Linked DNA regions of Mus musculus: all the other regions are linked to region 1. A link is a contact called in public HiChIP or PLAC-seq and Micro-C data. All regions are on one chromosome and are shown on one strand. The core of a region is the stretch at or near the end of the contact, and the rest is flanking DNA. Distances in the headings are between cores, read along the strand shown.

What was found. HiChIP or PLAC-seq counts read pairs in DNA pulled down with a chosen protein or histone mark. Hi-C and Micro-C count contacts between places; a contact is called where the count stands out from the background.
Region 2: a contact with region 1 is called in a CTCF HiChIP or PLAC-seq map of the NIH/3T3 cell line, with 23 read pairs. The contact joins the enhancer-like site here to the promoter of Fzd6 in region 1. A contact is called at or near these places in 1 of 15 datasets of contacts at CTCF or cohesin (the NIH/3T3 cell line), 12 of 484 Hi-C or Micro-C datasets (the HL-1 cell line, Sertoli cells, embryonic fibroblasts and 6 more), 7 of 115 datasets of contacts at active chromatin or transcription factors (embryonic fibroblasts, embryonic stem cells, extraembryonic endoderm stem cells and 3 more) and 2 of 9 other capture datasets (adipose tissue and pancreatic islet).
Region 3: a contact with region 1 is called in a Micro-C map of the HL-1 cell line, with 2.2 times the contacts expected there. The contact joins the enhancer-like site here to the promoter of Fzd6 in region 1. A contact is called at or near these places in 1 of 39 promoter capture datasets (cranial neural crest), 1 of 15 datasets of contacts at CTCF or cohesin (the NIH/3T3 cell line), 6 of 484 Hi-C or Micro-C datasets (the HL-1 cell line, the N1E-115 cell line, cerebral cortex and 2 more), 5 of 115 datasets of contacts at active chromatin or transcription factors (embryonic fibroblasts, embryonic stem cells, extraembryonic endoderm stem cells and 1 more) and 3 of 9 other capture datasets (adipose tissue, liver and pancreatic islet).

What each region holds. Positions count from the first base shown.
Region 1 is chr15:39,004,883-39,007,720 of GRCm38.p6, reverse strand. It overlaps Fzd6 (frizzled class receptor 6), which reads right to left and starts at 1,441. Exons shown (of 7, transcript NM_001162494.1): 1 at 1,289-1,441; 2 at 158-496. The coding sequence starts at 334. Gm26704 (a long non-coding RNA gene) reads left to right here and starts at 652. Exons shown (of 2, transcript XR_875317.3): 1 at 652-1,659.
Region 2 is chr15:38,950,070-38,952,907 of GRCm38.p6, reverse strand. Baalc (brain and acute leukemia, cytoplasmic) reads right to left here. Exons shown (of 2, transcript NM_080640.6): 2 at 1,644-2,838. Among named protein-coding and RNA genes, the nearest start is that of Baalc, 18 kb to the right of the region's middle. Within about 2 kb of position 1,342, at least 88 of the 459 cell types and tissues checked have an H3K27ac peak or open chromatin away from gene starts, as enhancers often do. A contact at or near this core is called in the NIH/3T3 cell line, adipose tissue, embryonic fibroblasts and 3 more, where this site is marked.
Region 3 is chr15:39,046,244-39,049,081 of GRCm38.p6, reverse strand. All of the region lies in intron 1 of Gm7194 (a long non-coding RNA gene), which reads right to left. Among named protein-coding and RNA genes, the nearest start is that of Gm7194, 5.5 kb to the right of the region's middle. Within about 2 kb of position 1,346, at least 29 of the 459 cell types and tissues checked have an H3K27ac peak or open chromatin away from gene starts, as enhancers often do. A contact at or near this core is called in the HL-1 cell line, the NIH/3T3 cell line and embryonic fibroblasts, where this site is marked.

The DNA.
Region 1 (2,838 bases), core at 192-2,691:
CAAAATATGACAGCGGGAGGAGGGGAACTTAATGTTCAAAACTACTTTAAAAAATATGATTGGGAAAAAAACTATGTTTAAAGATTAAAAAGTAATAGTTAAGAGAAAAATACTACGTATAAACTAATTTTCAATATAGGCATGAAAATCCACTCACCCCCATTTCCACAGCAGCGATCCCCTGGTCATAATGACCCATCAGGTTAGGGAAGAACGTCATGTTGTAAGTCATTTTCATACATCTGGGAACGGTGATTGGCTCACAGGTGAAAAGGCTGTGTCCTCTTACGAGGGGCAGAAGAATGCACGCCAACAGAAACGGGGACCTTTCCATCTTGCCAGACTCCGATTTTACCACATGGCTTGGATTATTCTTATGCTCCTTTCCGCATCAAAAAGATTCTCAAATCAGAGATAAAATGTACAAATTCCTCATTGCATTCTTTGTACCATTTTGATAGAAGCTGTTTCCTGAAAATGAATTCTGGGGCAACTGCTGTAAAAACAAACCCAAAGTGTGTTATCAGTAACATTCGTCACAAAGTCAAATCCAAGTCAAATGTCATGCTAGGTAACTAATGCTACAAAGAAAGAAAAAAATGTGGAAAATTCCATCCTAGCAAGAGACATATCCACCTGCCCGGGCGCGGATGTATCACTTTGCTAAGGAAGCCTCAATTCTAGGGAACTGCTGATGAAGGGTTATACTGTCTAAAACACCGGGTAAGAGGAGGCACGGCATAAGCAAGTTGGAGCGAGGAAAGGGGTGATGGTGGTTAGAAGAAAGGGGGTCTAGGGGCCCCTTGGCCATCTCACTATATGGGGAAAATGAGGACAAGTGACCCAGACAGAGTTCTTCAACTTTAGCTCTCTCTACAATCGCAGACTTCTGCGGATGTGCCTTTCCTGTTTTCGCAAAGGCGAAAATCAGTCTGCTGGGGTTGAGCGAGGTCCCCCTAGGAAGAGTGGGCCTGGGTGGTGACTCCTTTGCGCTTCTTCACCTCCAGCACTTTCCCCTTCAACGCGCTCACCCCGTGCCCCCTGTACCCCGAATTCCACCCAGCGCAAACCTTCCACGGTCAGCTCATGGGGACTGCGGGAGGCTCCCCTGAGCCCCCGGGGTCCCGCGTCGGGCACCTGTTCCCGGCCTGCAGCCGAGCAGCTCCGTCCCCGGCCTGCGGGGACCCAGAGTCACTTTCCAGGAGTTGCGTGGGACTCCGAGGCGACGCACCTGCGGCTCCGATCCCGGCCGCTGCCCGCCCGCCCCGTCGGGCCGGGGACGCCTCACCTCGGGCGGCAGAGGAAGGTGGCTGTCCCTCGGCGTCGCGCGGCCCCGCCACCCCAGACAGCCGGGGCGAGCTTTCGGTGGGGGGCAGCGTCCGGGCCTCGACCGCCTCCGGGGCCGCAACGGGGAGCGAGAGCTGGGCGATCCCGCGAGACTGCGCCGCCAGGTCGGGCGGGCAGGTTGGGGCTCGCGGCGGCGGGACCGGCCCTGCGCCCCGCCCAGCCCAGCCGGCCGCGGTGCGGGGGCCGCCGAGCTGTCGCCTCCGCTCGCACCGCGGACCCAGGCGTGAGACCCAGGCCGTTGGGGAAGTGCCCTGCAGAGCACACTTTCCGTTCTGGAAGCGAGGAGCCTTAGCCGCGGGGATCTGCTCTGTAGTGAGTGGTAGCTGAGATCAGAGTTAGCGAGGAACTTCCTGAGTTCTTGGCTGAAAAGCCTATTAACTCGGGGAGTCTGGCCACCACCTTGAACGGCAGGTGCCAGCTTCGGCCGGTTCTACAGCTTTACTGCTGCAAAAGCCCCACAGAAAGTTAACTGCTTTAGTCAACGTGGTTTTGAGAACCAGCTCTGCCACCATCACTTCAGATAAATTACCAAAAAGGGGCGTGGGGATGTGTAGAGTCCTCTCTATGTAGACATGATAAATGAATACAAGAATGGTTACTAATTTTTGAGTCCTTTACATTCAATAATGCCTGATATGTAGGACTCTGGTATGAGGTACAAAGGAACTTGTTGGCAAACACAAAGTGTCTTCTCTTCTTTCTTTCTTTCTTTCTTTCTTCTTCTTCTTCTTCTTTTTCTTCTTCTTCTTCTTCTTCTTCTTCTTCTTCTTCTTTCTTCTTCTTTCCTCCTCCTCCTCTTCTTCCTCTTTTCTTCTTCTTCTTGTTCCTAATGGGGATAGAACCCAGGGTCTTGTGCATACTGGTACTAGCATGCCTACTATGTTAAGCTACAGTCCCAGCCTGTAAAATAACTTTTAAATGGAGACTGCTGTTAGCTGAATCACTGTGCTGCTGAAAAATGTCACATTTCAGTACTTGGGACACCACCGAATAACCAGACAAGATTTGAAATCTGGAAACATCAACTAGAGATGAATTTTGGAGAACTCTTTCCCAGCTTTATCAAAAAACTTAGGACAAGCCGGTCATGGTTGCACACATCTTCAGTCCCAGCACTCAGGAGGCAGAAGCAGGCAGACCTTTGAGTTCCCAGACAGCTAGGCTACACAGAGAAACCCTGCCTTGAAAACAAAACTAAACAAAAAAAAGCTTAGGACAACTGTAAAGGACGAGACCATGTTAAAGAAATGTTAATACTAATTGTCTTAATCTTAATATTATTAAAAGTCAGACAGTTTATGTATTGAAAAATGGGTTTCTATGTAAGATGTTTTCTATGTAGAAAATTAACCTTCTACGTGGGAAGAATATTTCTCAGAAAAATGTTAAGTTTCTATATAGAAGGAATATATCTCAGCTGAGTGTGGTGGCACAGGCCTGGAATTGCAGTACTTGAAAGGCCAAGACAGAAGGATCTCAAATTCAAGACCA
Region 2 (2,838 bases), core at 93-2,592, 55 kb after region 1:
TTTAATGTACTAGAAATTGGCAATAAAGTAGACATGGCCCTTGCTCTTGAGGAGATAATATTTTAGTAGAACAATAAAAACAATAAATAGACAGACAGACAGATGCAATAATTTCCAATTTCTGGCACATCAAAACTTTTTAATAAATATAGTACATGAAAGTGAATAAGCGCATACCTTTAGCTACTGGATCATACTTGCAACTTACCTCCTCAGAGAAATTCTCCAAGATTAGCTACTTCCCAGACTTGTGGAAATGATGAGGGACAATCTGTATTTGAAAGACCCTTATAAGAACAAGAAAACCAGATATTTGGAGAGGGGTTGCACAGCCATGCACCTCAGGCAGGTGACAAAGGCGGAGTTACTATATGTACGTCACACTGGTCTGCAGGCACCAGTTCTAGATATGCAGACATCAGCTCCAGCAAACTTGGTACCAAGGGACCAGGGACAAAGACCTTCCAGTTCTTCAAGAGAAAATGAATTAGGTTTGCTGATGAATTGTAACCTGTAAGAGTAGATTAAATAAAGCAGATGTATATTTCTTGGTTTCAGATGGCCTAAGTATGTACAGTTCTGGGCTCAGGGAGGTTGCATAGAACCAGGAACCCCGTCTTCTTCCGATTTGTTGCTCCGTTTGGCATAGCTTCAAATAGCTTGGTTGCTCCACTGCCAAGGACAGGTGACATACTGTCCCAATGGACCAGTATGTCTGCAGCTTTTCCCTCCACATTCTAAGCAGCAGGAGGAAAAGGAGACTCACAAGTGCAGTGCTTATTATAAATCAATGTATGATTGGCAGAGAAGGAAAGAATGTATATGGAGTTTTCAGTGAGGGGTGCCTGCTGGATCTATGTACATAGAATTCCAATGTTTGTACAGCAGGGCAGCTGAATAAACCATGCCTTTGATCTGATTTCAGCAAAACAGCCCCTCCTTGGAGACCCTGCTTAGAGAAACAGATATGGAGGAGAGGTCTTTCTGTGACACTGGGGAGCGGCCACAAATGGAGGTTAGTTGGTCAAATAGGTCTGAGTGCACTGGGGAGACGGGCAGCTAGAGGAACATCTTGTGAATGCAGGGCATTGGCTGCAACCTAGGTAGCCCTCAGTTCCTAATCTTTAGGCCCAGACACCTATTATAAGGACAGTTTATTCTTTCCTCAATTATGAACTTCTTTCCTGACCTTAACCCAGAGAGCCTTCTCATACAAGGCCAGGCTTACCCTGTCCAGAAGGCTAAGTGATCCCAGGCTGGCCCCAGCTCTCTAATCATAGCCCTCTCCAGTCATCCCCTGTCCTCCTAAGCTTGGGGTTGGCTCAGTTTCAGGGTATGAGACAGTTCTCCCTCTCGATATCTGTTTCAACTATGCTGGACATTCTGAGTCAGGTACGGGAATGGTGAGGAAGCACTGATCGTTGGCTGACATTCCTATCTGGCATCCCAGGTCACCAATTCCTGGCTAAAAAGTTATAAATCCCTCTGTAAGTGTAAGTTAGAGCTAATTGCAGCCCCCATATCTAGTTCATCTAATTCATAGGGCTGTTTGACTTATGTGAAACGCCTTTGTTTCAAAAAATTCTAACCAGCTGTGCATACAGATTTAAGGTTCCAGTAAAGAGCCTCTGTAACCATTCACATATGTTTGAAATTAATGACTTTATTGACACAAACTTCAGAATGGAAAGTGTTATCCCACTAGGATAGTAAGAGTCAGTTCCTGCTTTAAACACACATTTAAAACTTGCCAGATGGAAATTTCAATGGTGTGCCAGATCACAGGCCCTCCCTCCCTCCCTCCCTTCTCCTCGCAGAGTGAGAACGTGTTTCTGTATTTGCAGAGACAACTTTCCCAGATGGTAAATTCCAATGAGCTGAGGCAAACACAGAGTTGGGAAGAGAAGCCGGCCTTAGCCCATGGCCGATAGCATCAACTGGGGAAGCAGCATGTCAAAACACAGCGCACATGCCCTGGAGCGCAAGCCCTTGAGCTTGCAGGATTGGACCCATGGCCAACCCTGTGGAAGGACTCCTGCCCAGCAATGCCGCTGAGGACACAGGAGTCACGGGGCTTGCTTTTGTTTTATTAGTTAAATTGTCAGAACATGAAGTTCCCTAAAAGCCCTTTGACAAGGAGTCAAGATGAGAGAGGTTGGGGGTGGCGGGGGAACTGTGGTGTATACGGCAAAGGAGAAGACATACATCTGTGATTGACAGAAAGCTACCTTTACCTAAGTGTGAGATTCCACTGCAATCATTGGTCTTGTGCCACAGGGTCCGTGTCAGTCTCCTGAGTACCAAGCCTCCTCACAGAGTCAGAAGTACAGTCGTGACTTCCCGACTCCAAATCCCTCTGCGACTGTTACTGTAGCTGGCACAAGGTTGGCAGTGAATCTTAACACTAATAAACATACAGTCTACAGTTCTACTTGTGTTGGAGAAATAAGTCAGAGACAGCAGTGAGCATCTGCATCTTAATCCGCTTGGGTGACTTCTCTTGAACTGTCACGTAAGCATGCCGCCAGACTACTATTGCTGCTAGATGTGAGTTTGTTGGTACAGTTTGATATGACTTGGACCTTAATAAGCCCAAGCATGTTAACAGTCCTTTCAGACTCATGCTGTGTCATACTCTGCAGGAAGGTGTGCTTAGGAATGCTGGGGAAGGGTTCCTATCAAAGCATCGCTTTACCATGTTGGTGCCTGTTTTTCAATACAGTGAGTGCCTTGTTAGACTATGTCAACAGGAATATACATCAACCAGCCTCTGGCTTTCCAAACTAATTACTCTGCAGATACCAAAAATAACATGGTCCTTGGGGCTGTGTACAGAAG
Region 3 (2,838 bases), core at 97-2,596, 41 kb before region 1:
GTATTGGGGTATAGGTATCACTTCCAAGGAGGTAATTGTTAAATTGATTAATATGCTTCTGGCAAGAGTAACAGAAACTTAGGGCTGGGGGGGGGCGGGTGACTTGATTGGAAAAATAACTGCCATGAAGCCTATGAGGATCCGAGTTCAGGTTCGCAGCACCAACGAAAGAAGCCAGGCACGTGTCTGTAACTGCAGAGCTGGGGGTGTAGGGAGGGGAGGGGTAAGAATAGACCCATCCAAGGAATTCACTGGCTAGCCCATGAGAAGAATTGCCAGCTAGCAGAACTGGTGAGCTACAGGTTTAGTGAGAGACCCGTCTTAAAGAAAGTAGATGATTGAATGAGATACCCAATATCTACCTCTGGCTTCTACATGCATGTACACGCACATGCACACACACAAGCACACATATTAGACACATAAAGGAAATGAACCTAACCATTGTGAGCTGGCAAGGATGCTTGCTATCTATGAGGTGAGACTGTGAGTTGCTCAAAACTGGCTGGCAATCTAGGTATTTATGGCGGGAGGAAAAGCCACCACACTGCTGGATGACAGAACTTAGCTCCTCTTTCCGGACTGATTGATACTGTGTGTATTCCAGCCAGAGGGATTAAAGGTATGTGGCGTGTCTACATTCCAGCCAGATCACACAGACCTAGAAGGTCTTCAGATGTGATCCCTTGACAGAACAGCCCCGTTGCTGGATTAAAATTCCTGTACGAATAGTAGCCTAGAAAACCCTGAAGTCATAGTGCAATGGCTCTGTGATGCTCAAGAACAGGAACATACTAACACAGGCTGCTGGTGTACCCATGGCCAGCTCTCTTCTCTTCCTGATGGTGTACCCATGGCCAGCTCTCTTCCCTTCCTGATGGTGTACCCATGGCCAGCTCTCTTCCTTTCTGGCTGATGGAGGAAATCCACACATGGTGGAACCCCCAGGGAGCTCCCAAAAGGTTTCTCTTCTTTTACAACTTGTCACTAGAACTCCTTTTGTTCTGAGATTTTAGGCATTTCACTAGAAGTAAGCAAGTCACGCCCTGGACTGCCTCAAAAATATTTCTGTCCTCTGTCTGACAGAGACTTGGAACGAAGCAGTCTAAGAGAGGTAAACAGGGAGGCTCCTGTCATGTCTGAGCCTAGCAGGGTACATTATTAGCGAATTCTTGGCCTTGAGGTTAGAAATCAGGTCCAGTATAGCTAATTCAATATCATTTTTTAGAGTTATAATAATTTTAGATCCTAACACATCCAGAACTATGAGCTAAACACTTCATCCTTCAGGATATTTAACTCATGTGGTTATGAGTCACTGCTAATATGTTCAACAGATATTCTGGTTTCTAAGCCGCTTATCCAAAGTAAAAATTTTAATTATTTTTCTTAGTGATTTGCTCATGTCTGCATACCAAGAGTCAGGCTTGGCTGACCAAAGGCATCTTGAAATATTTAACTTAGAATTCAGTATAGGTGAGACATGCCAGATATTTCTAAGCTTTCTATCCAGAAACATAAAAATTGTCAAAGTCAAGTTTTAAACGAAGCTACAGCAGGAGGAATAATCAACTATGCCAGTTATATATTTCATATATTAGTTTTCACATGCAGAATGACTAGATAAGATCTTGCGTGCTGTGTTCCAGAAAGAAATATGCAATTTCTGAAAAATGGGGAATGAAGGAAAAAGGAAATTTTAACTAGTAAATACTATAAATTCCAAGATGACAGTAAAATACTGAAAATCATTAAGCTGATTATTTTCACATACATCTGGATATACACATGCAAAAATATATACAAATGTATACACTATGCCTTATCTTAATGGTGATGTCAAATCAAGAACATAATAGAAGCTTTCTAAACTTACATATATGTAACCATAGTAAACCTAATGTATCATCCCCTGGGGGTTGTTTACACAGCACTGTTATTTACAAGTATAATTTAGCTACTTGATGGGGGTGGGGTTGTTTGTTTGTTTATCCTTGGAGGCTTTCATACCAAGGTATTTAAACTTCTGTTCATTCTTTGTAACTGCATTCTTTATGTATTCTTATCTCTTGCATACTCACGTTCAGTTTTCTCCTCACTGTGTACTTGTGGAGGTCAGATGTGCTCTATCTGGCCTTAAAAATCCAAGAGCTCTCTTGTCCCATGCAAAACACCATTGGGAAGCCAGGTATATACATAGAAAGAGCAATTGTCTAGCATGCCTAAAGCCCACGTTCCATCTCTAACACCTCAACTACAACAAAACCAAAATATCTTTATCATATGATGTCTGGAAAGACTGCACATAAGAAGGCAGGAAGGGCCTGTCTCTCTAGGAGTGTTAGGCTAGGAAATTGGTACTGTAAAATAGTGTTGAGAATGTTAATGTTTAAGTGGGATATAGTGCAGCACACCTTGAATCCCAGCACCAGAAAGGTAGAAGTAGGCAGACCTCTATGAGTTGAAGGCCAGCTTGGGTTATATATAAGTTGCTAGTCTGCTAAGGTTACACAGTGAGTTGATAGTCAACTAAGACTACATCACAAGAAACTGTTTCAAAACAAGAAGAAAATGGTGATGTTTAATACAACTCGCATTCGTTATCATTAGTCAGTTAATGAACATCTAAATGGTTCCCATTTCCTAGCTGTTGTGAATAGGGAAGCAGTGAACACAGATGCACAGGAATCTGTATGGACACTGCTGGAGGAGACACGTAATCACCATTCTGACCCAGCTTTGAATTTTGCAAGCTATGATAATGACAGATAATGGTAATGGTAAGGCACGACCATGGGTGAAATAGTAACACAAGAATCATTTTCTGCTTGATCACAT